Regions from separate parts of the Capra hircus genome. Here region 1 is linked to region 2. The links are chromatin contacts, called in public Hi-C maps. All regions are on one chromosome and are shown on one strand. The core of a region is the stretch at or near the end of the contact, and the rest is flanking DNA. Distances in the headings are between cores, read along the strand shown.

What was found. A called contact is a pair of places that touch in the nucleus more often than the background predicts.
Region 1: a contact with region 2 is called in a Hi-C map of blood, with 2.3 times the contacts expected there. The contact joins two enhancer-like sites. A contact is called at or near these places in 2 of 5 Hi-C or Micro-C datasets (both in blood).

What each region holds. Positions count from the first base shown.
Region 1 is chr22:10,485,638-10,490,117 of ARS1.2, forward strand. It overlaps TRANK1 (TPR and ankyrin repeat-containing protein 1), which reads left to right. Exons shown (of 26, transcript XM_018067182.1): 2 at 2,711-2,842. Among named protein-coding and RNA genes, the nearest start is that of TRANK1, 19 kb to the left of the region's middle. Within about 2 kb of position 3,159, at least 3 of the 5 cell types and tissues checked have an H3K27ac peak or open chromatin away from gene starts, as enhancers often do.
Region 2 is chr22:10,453,695-10,458,401 of ARS1.2, forward strand. No RefSeq gene overlaps it. Among named protein-coding and RNA genes, the nearest start is that of TRANK1, 12 kb to the right of the region's middle. Within about 2 kb of position 2,222, at least 5 of the 5 cell types and tissues checked have an H3K27ac peak or open chromatin away from gene starts, as enhancers often do.

The DNA.
Region 1 (4,480 bases), core at 1,909-4,408, 33 kb after region 2:
TCTGACATGTCTTCAGTACATTAGGTGTGTTTAAAATTTAATTTGGGATTATGTGCCTTTTTATGTAGCCTGTATCTTTCATTTAGTAATGTAGCCTATCATTAAATGTTCTTTTACAACATGACTTTAAAAATAACCGTGTGGTGTTCCACTATATGGGTGTTTTATGACTGATTCAAATCTGTTACACATTATGGAATATTTAGGGTTATTTCTGGTTTTTCACTGTGGTGAACATCTATGAGGCTAAGTATATCAGCGATCTAATATATTTCTCCTGTAAGCCGTATATGACAGCTCCCACCATTTGGGGTCACTCTTAAATATTTCCTAGTGACCCTTTACTATTTTAATTCTTCATCCTTTTGCCTACTAGTGACGGTGATCCTGGATACTTGTATTCCTTTGTGAATTTTCTGTCTGTGGCCTTACACATTTTGATCAGATTGACCCTTTCTTGCAGTGAAAAGGTATTTATAAAAGAGGGGTACCAGCAATTCCCTAGTGGTCCAGTGGCTAAAACCCTGTGCTTTCGTGGCCGTGGGCCTGGGTTCAATCCATAGTTGAGGAACTAAGATCCCACAAGCTACATGGTGCGGCCAAAAGGAAAAAAAAAGAGGGGGAGAGAGATTAACCCTTTGTCAGTTGTTACAGACATTTCCTGTTTCCAGTTGTCCAAAAATGGCCACTTTAAAATTATTTATTTGACACCTGGCTGGCAGTATTTGAAGGAGAAACACATGTTTTTAGTCTCTAATCAATTATATAAACTTTTTCTCACGGTCTCCTCTGTCATCTCTGTATAAATGTGAGTTATAGAATTTAGAGATTATTTAATGCAAAGTCTAGGTGGAATTTTTAATTGTGACTTGTTTAGCAGTAACATGCCTCATTCTGGAATAGCTCTGCATGGTGAGTGCAGGAATGCAGTTCAAAAGTCCAGTTAGCTCATGGGCTTAAAATAAGCCACCGGGACTTCCCCTTCCCTGGTGGTCCAGTGGCGAGGACTCTGTGCTCCCAATGCAGTGGACCCGGTTTTGATCCCTGGCTGGAGATACCAGATCCCACACGACACAACTGAGACCTAGCACAGACAAATAAATATTTTAAAAGTAAAATAAGTCACCCCTTCTATCTGCTTGGGTTGGCTTCCCTGGCCCCCAAACCCCTTGCCAAGGTTTGAAATGATACAAACAACAGGGATTATTCTCTGTACAGTGATTGTGCTGGTCAAGAAGGCTTTTGATAGATTGTACTACCCCACAGGTGCAGGGCCTATGCAGCCACCTGAAGTGTCCTCATTTTTTAAGACTTTTCCCACTGCCTTCCCTTTCCTGCTGCCATCTTGAGAAGAGAAAATTCTAAGGGACATCTCTTCTGATCCCCACTTTTCTTTTGGCCATAGCGTGTGGCATGCAGGATCTTAGTTCCCTGAACAGGGATCAAACCCATGCCTCCTGCAGGGGAAGCAGTCTTAACCACTGGACCACCAAGGAAGTCCCTGACCCCCACCTTTTCCCTGCCTCCTTGGCAGCTGCTTCTCGAGGCTCTGCGAGGCCTCTCCTGTCCACTACCTTGGTGTAGCAAACACTCCTGAAGCCCCATCAGGTGGGCAGGGCTCCAGGCCACACCAGAGAGAATCGGTAACAAGCAGCCTCTCTGGGACTAGCATTCTAATTCATTACACAGCAAATATTTAAGTACCCATTCTGTGCTAGGGCTACCAAATGAATGAAACAGGAGTCAGGAAAGAGGTAAGGGCTTCCCAGGGGACGCAGACAGGTAAGTGGGCAATAGCAATCTCAGGGACAAAATACTTCGAGGGTTTTAGGACCTTTGGAGACAGTGGAAGGACTCAACTCCTTGGACGAGTAGGCGATGCAGTACAGGGTCAAGGGCAGAAACTTGGAACTGGGGTCGGAACTGGGGGCACCCATTAGCCCATCCTTAAGCAAGTGACTTGAACTTCTTGAGCCTGAGTTTTCCTCATCTGAACAGTGAAAATGGTGCCTCCTTCTGAGCTGCTGCGATGGGTAAATGAGAGTAACGCTTGTTGCAGTTATGGGAAGAGCTGCCACTTATCTAGTGCACACCACCTGCCAGCTTCATGTCGTCTTTTTAAAAAAGATTTTGTTCATTCTTTATTTTGGCTGCCTTGGGTCTTCGTTGCTGCACTAGGCCTTCACTGCTGCGCGTGCGGGGTGGGGGCCGCTGCTCTGGTTGCGGCGCACGGGTTCCCCACTGCAAGGCCTTTTTTCGTTGCACAGCACGTGGGCTCTAGGCACTTGGGCTTCAGTAGTTGTGGTGCATGGGCTTAAGTTGCCCCACAGCTTGTGGAATCTTCCTGGACCAGGGATCGAACCCACGTCCCCTGCGTTGGCAGGCGGATTCTTAACCACTGGACCAGGGAGGTCCTTCAGATCGTGTCGTGCATGGAAGCTGCCTCCTTCCTTACAGCCTGACTGGTCATTAATACAGAATAAATGGAAACGTTCTGGCCGCTGCTCCAGAGGTCAGAAAAGAACTGAGAAAGAAACCGTCTGGGATCAGACACTCCGTCTGGTCCCTGGGTGGGGAGGGGTGTGGGCAGGGTGTGCCTTCAGCTGGTGGGAGGGGCCAGGATGAACAACCTGCCCCTTCAGACTCCGAGCGCTGCAGATGTGGAGAGGACGGAAGCCCGCGCCGCCAGCCTTCCCTCCTCTCCTCACAGGATGGACCCCACAGCTTACGCTGAGCGGCTGAAAGAGTCTGGCAACCAGGGCTTTAAGAGTGGGAACTTCTCTTTGGCCATCAGAAAGTACGATGAAGCCATCCAGATTCTCCTGCAGTTGTACCAGTGGGGGTAAGTGTTCGGATTTTCTCCCTGCCTCTTTTTCTTATGTATGGAAGGGCATGCACTCTCTTGCTTTTGTTTTTTTCTCACCTTCTATCACACCAGCTAGTTTCAGTTTCCTTTCTCCTCCCACTTTCTGTTTATCTTCTCTGCAGTGTCAGTCTCAGTGAAGCTAGAGGAATTCAGGAAACAGAAAGTGAAACGCGGGGGACTGTTGATAAACCTTGCAAAACTTCCCCTTTTGTCTGGTTCCAACAGAGTTCCTGGAATGACTGACTCTGTCTCCAAGCCTCTGGGCTTGTCATTCATTTGATCTTGTTTATCTGTGCTATCAACCCACTGGCCTGGCCACAGGGCAAGCCACCAGGAACTAAGGCTCACCTCTTCCCCTGCCCGTTCCGCTTCTAGCAGACCTGTTCCCAAACATTTCAGGATCATGGCCTGCTTACAAATTATGGAGGACCCCAGAGAGCTTTTGTTGGTGTAGTTATCAATAAAGCCTGCATTAGAACTCAAAACTGAGAAACATTTAAAATATGTATTTATTCATTATTTTAAAATGTCAGTAATAAACCCATGACATGCTGACACAAGCAGTGTTTTTATGAGGAATTACTTTTCAAAACCAAACATTTAGTGAGAAGAGTTTCACATTTTATGTATTTGCAAGTCTCTTTAATGTCTGTCTCAGTGGAAGACATCTGGCTTCTCACATCTGTTTCTGCATTGAGCCTGTTATGACATCACACTCCAGATAGCCTCTGGAAAATTCCCCATCCACATGTGAGAGGAGGATTGTGAAAAAGGCACCTGCTGTCTCGGTATTATTGTATTAGTTTCCCGTTGCTGCTGTAAGAAATGACCACCAACTTCGTGGATTAAAACAATACACATTTATGATCTTATGTTTCTGGAGGTCAGGGGTCCAAAATGAGTCTTGTGAGGCTGAAAAGCAAGGTGTTGGCAGGGCTGGTTCCTTGGGGAAAGTGAAAGTGAAGTCACTCAGTCGTATCCGACTCTGCGACCCCATGGACTGTAGCCTACCAGGCTTCTCCATCCATGGGATTTTCCAGCAAGAATATTCGAGTGGGTTGCCATTTCCTTCTCCAGGAGACCTTCCCAACCCGGGGATTGAACCCCAGTCTCCCGCATTGTAGGCAGACGCTTCACCGTCTGAGCCACCAGGAAAGCCCGGTTCCTTGGGGAGGAGCCTCCATTTCCTTGTCTCTTTCACCCTTGAGTGGCTGCCTGCGTCCTTGGCTTGGGGCCCCTTCCTGCATCCTCCTCAAAGCACATCGTTCCAGTCGCCGCTTCTGTCATCACATCTCCTTCTCCTCTGCCTGTGGCCGGCTCTCTCAGTCTCCCACTTACAAGGACATCTGTGATCGTATGCTAGTCCAGATCCTAACCTCAAGATCCTAAATTAATCCCATCTCCCAAGTTCCTTTTGCCATAAAAGAAAACATTATTTGGAAACCATTATTCAGCTAACTGCAATTGTGAAGATATTTTGACCTTGGGGACCACCTGAAGTGGTCTTGGGCACCCCCAGAGGTTACCACATGATTCTTTGGGGACAGCTGTAATCCAGGAAGCAGAGGTTGGCATTTGTAGGGTGTATGCAGCGTAAACTTGTACCTCAAAGTG
Region 2 (4,707 bases), core at 972-3,471:
GAGATAAATCAAGATTTGTGATTAGCATACACATACTTCTATATATAAGTATATATCTACCTTATATATTCCTATATATAATGTAGGCAACCAACAAGGACGCAGTGTATGGCACAGGGAACTCTGCTCAACATGCTGTGATGATCTACATGAGAAAAGAATCTGAAAAAAATACACATTATGTACATATATAAGTGAATCACTTAGTTGTACATGTGAAACTAATACGGCATTTTATATCAACTATCCTGCAATAAAATAATATAAAATTAAATAAAACCTTGCTCCAGCTGAAAAAGGAAGAAAACCTCTAAAATCATTACATTTTAAAGCTCCCCCATGGTTTTTACCTGAGGCTGCAGCTCATTCATTTTCATTGCTGGGTAGTATTCCCTTAATATGTTCATCCCTTCTGCTGATGGACTGGAGAAGGAAATGGCAACCCACTCCAGTATTCTTGTCTGGGAAATGCCCGGTAGGCTACAGTCCATGGGGTTGCAAAGGAGTGGGACAGGACTCACCGAGAAAACAACAGAAACCACTAATGGATATTAGGTTGTTTTTCGTTTTTGCTATTGTGTATAATGCTGCTGTAAAACATTTTTTTACATGTCTTGGAGATGTGTAGGAGAATTTTTTTCGGGTTACTTATATAGCATTGATAAAACTTCCCACGATCATGTAACTTTCTCATTGAAGAAATAGTGTGACAACTTTTGCTTTACATATATGGAAGTTGTTATTTGGTATACACATATTTAGAATTAGTCATTCTTCTCAATGACTTGAAACTTTTGTCAGAGTGAAGTGACTCTATCTAATGCTTTTTGACCTAAATTCTGTTTTATGTGATGTTAATAAAGCTAGACTTCCTTTCTTTCATTTTTAAAGTTGTGGTAAAATATAATGTAAAAATGTAGAAGTCAGTGGCGTAAAGTACATTCACAATCCCCTCTGTATCATTTCAGAACTTTTTCATCATTCCAATCACGTCTTATAAGCATTAACCAACAACTGCTTTTCTTCCTTTCCCTTTGGTCTCTGGTAACTACTATTCTTTTTCTTTATGAATTTGAGTGTTCTAGGTATCTCACACAAGTGGAATCATACAGTTTTTGTCCTTTGGGGGCCTGGCTTATTTGGCTTGTTTTAGGAGCTTTAAACAAATTTGCTTAAGACATCATCTTCATATACATGCACTAAAAATAGCTTTAAAAACACACACACAGAGTGTAAGGCCCTGTAGGAAAGCAAAGATGAGTAAATCTCTGTCTCTAAAGTGTCTACAGGCTAGTTAGAAGGAAAACTGGAGACAAGCAGTCAGCCTCGAGGCAGGCATGGCGGATTGTGAGATGAGTGGCACGTGGTCTTCCTTCTGCTTGTCCTCAGCTGCTGTAAGAGAAATCTCTGTTTCTATTTAGAGGCCACTGAAGGTGCATCCCTGAAGCACTGAGCCAGAGTGGTTTCTGCTCATTGTTGTAGTTCAGTCGTTCAGTCAGTTGTATTCGACTCTTTGTGACGCCACGGTCTGCAGCACACCAGGCTTCCCTGTCCTTCACCATCTCCCAGAATTGCTCAGACTCACATCCACTGAGCCGATGATGCCATCCAACATCTCATCCTCTGTCGTCCCCTTCTCCTCCTCCTTTCCCAGCATCAGGGTCTTTTCCAATGAGTCAGCTCTTCACATCAGGTGGCCAAAGTATTGGAGCTTCAGCTTCAGCATCAGTCCTTCCAATGAGTATTTAGGGTTGATTGATTTCCTTTAGGATTGACTGGTTTGATCTTGCTATCCAAGGGACTCTCCAGAGTTTTCTCCACTTCAAAAGCATCAATTCTTTGGCACTCAGTCTTCTTTATGGTCCAGCTCTCTCATTCTTACGTGACTACTGGAAAAAACATAGCTTTGACTATACGGGCCTTTGTAGGGAAAGTAACACCTCTGCTTTCTAATACACTGTCTCGGTTTTGTCATAGCTTTTCTTCCAAGGACCAAGAGTCTTAATTTCATGGCTGCAATCACCGTCCGCAGTGATTCTGAAGCCCAAGAAAATAAAGTCTGTCACTGTTTCCATCTTCCCCCCAACTATTTGCCAGGACGTGATGGGACCGGTTTCTGCTGGTGGAGGTAAATCCCCAGCCCGTCCCCGGGTATAGCTGTATGCTCGGCCTCACGGTGGCGCATTTCCAAAGCAGCAAGGGCGCCGCTAGCTGGGGAGGAAGTAAAGCCCTTCCTAAGTGCGGTGGCCGTCGTTAGGGCGCTGGAAGCGCCACCTCCGTCGTCCTTACACAACCCGCACCAATGACTTTCACTTGCAGTCTTCCCAGAGCCCTCTTCTATCGTCATCCTCAAAACCCAGCAGGGTTTTCGGTCCTTTTAAAAGCTTTCGGTTTCGTTTCTGTATTGTTCTTCTTTTGCTCCTCCCTCCCCACCACCCCCGCCCCGTGAAAATCGGTTTCGCGCAGTTCAAATGCAAATTTCTTGGCAAAATCCTGCTGAATACCCCTCCTCCCCCCACCCACCACCCCAGCCAGCAGTTTCCAGGAGACCTGAGTTTCCTCGCGGATAACGTTTTATTTGCTCGTTAATTCCACAAGCATTGTGTCAGCTAAGTGCCAGGGAGCTGGGAGTACGGAACCAACAAGATAAGAAAATCCTAGATTTGGATGCTGTCTGGGGTAGATGACAAGTAAATTGTGGTAGGCGCTGTAACTGAGTACTGAGCAGGAAGTGGTGAAGAGGGGGAGGCGGGGCTGGTGGATGGTCAGCCCGGTTTACAAGGGAGGTAAGGATGGAGATGAGTCATCCAGAGACTTTACCACATGGAAGAGGGCAGCAAGGCCATTATCAGGCTGCAAAAACAGCCTGTGTAAACATTATTTCTTCATACTACCTGGAGTTCAGGAGGTCAGGGCAAACCACCCTTTGAGGCGCTCCCTGCTCCCTCCCATTGCCAACTGGATCTGGCATAGACGTTTAGTTTTATCAGTGACAATAAACGTGGTTGATCTGTCTGACCCGTATTGCTGCTTTCTCTCCATTATCAGTTGCCCCGGGTGTCCGCTCTAGCTCTGTGCGTGCGTAGTCACTCAGTCGTGTCAGACTCTTTGCGACCCCATAGACTGAAGCCCCCTAGGCTCCACTGTCCATGGATTTTTTTCAGGCAAGAATACTGGAGTGGCTTGCCACTTTCTTCTCCAGGGGAATCTTCCCAACCCAGGGACTGAATCTGAGTCTCCTGCATTGCAGGCAGGTTCTTTGCCCGCTGAGCCGCTGGGGAAGCCCCTACTCAACCGTTGTCTCAGTTACTGGGAACTGGAGGCTAGAGTTCGTTCACAGCAACTGAGAAACGGCCTGGTTCAGAGTATCGCTGTGGTCCCTGTCGGAACCCCTTTCACACCAGCTGGGCTCACTGGGAACCGGCTAGTCGGCCATGGCTGCTGTTGCCACAGATGTCTGCCCAATCTAGTCCAGGTGGTCCTGTCAGGGGAAGCACCCTGGCCAGGCACCACAGTAACCATCTGCATGAGTTGTTTTATGACAGGAGATCCTGGGAAGGAAAACGGAACTAATAAGCCACCACCAACCGGAAGAGTTTGGGAAAGGTCGAAAGGAGACACTGCGTGTCCGTCCACTTCTCAGAATCCCTCTCGCTAGCATCCATCTTGGCTGATGGATACGTGCGCCACCAGGAAATACTCTGAATTAGAGTGATTGGCCAAAGACCACCTGGAAACTAATCCCATCACCATAAAACCCAAGACTGCAAGCCACGCAGCAGAGCAGTGCTCCTGGGTACCTTTACCCTACGGCTCTCCACCCGGGTGCCCTTTCCCAATAAAATCTCTTGCTTTGTCAGCACATGTCTCCTCGGACAGTTCTTTTCCAAGTGTTAGACAAGAGCCTGCTCTTGGGGCCCTGTAGGGGGCCTCCCCCTTCCTACAACAGTTGTGTCCAGGGGCACAAACCATGGCCAGCTGTCACAGAGGAATCAGCCCCAAGCGATTTATTAGCAAGTTGCTGAGACCAGGACAGTTGTCCCCTGATTTTTCAAGGCAAGGTTTCTCAGTCTTGCCCCATGAGGGGCTGACTTGTACATTGTAGAATGTTTAGCAGGATCCCAGGCTCTACACAGTAGATGCCAGCAGGACCCTTCCTGTGTCCCCCACTGAGTAATGATAAGCACAACGTCTCCTGGGAGAAAACTCATGCCTGGTTGAAAACCACGGTTCTAAGGGGACGGGAGGCTCCAGGATTGACCCTTCAAGGTCGATGTCATCAGTGGTCAGGAATGTGAGCATGAAGGCTCCAGATTAAATGCCGGCCTCTGCAGGGTTGGCTCAGAGACTGAGAGGGTGGCTCCTGCTGGTCAGGGGTTTGAATGGAGCATTGGTGGGCTCACGAGTGAATGTGTATATATGCTCAGCTGTGTCTGACTCTCTGTGATTCCACAGAGGGAGGCCTGCCAGTCTCCTCTGTCCATGGGATTTTCCAGGCAAGAACACTGGAATGGGTTGCCACTTCCTTCTCCATCAGATGTGAATAGGTGTGCTCAAGATGGGGAAATGAAAACAGAGCATGCTGTCTGTGTGCGTGTGTCTGTGTGTGTAGCTGCATGGATTTGATCGAGCATGTTATTTGGTTTACTCATTGTGTACACATTTCTGAGAAGGTACAATTCTCAGTGTGGGTGTAGGTATCTGTGT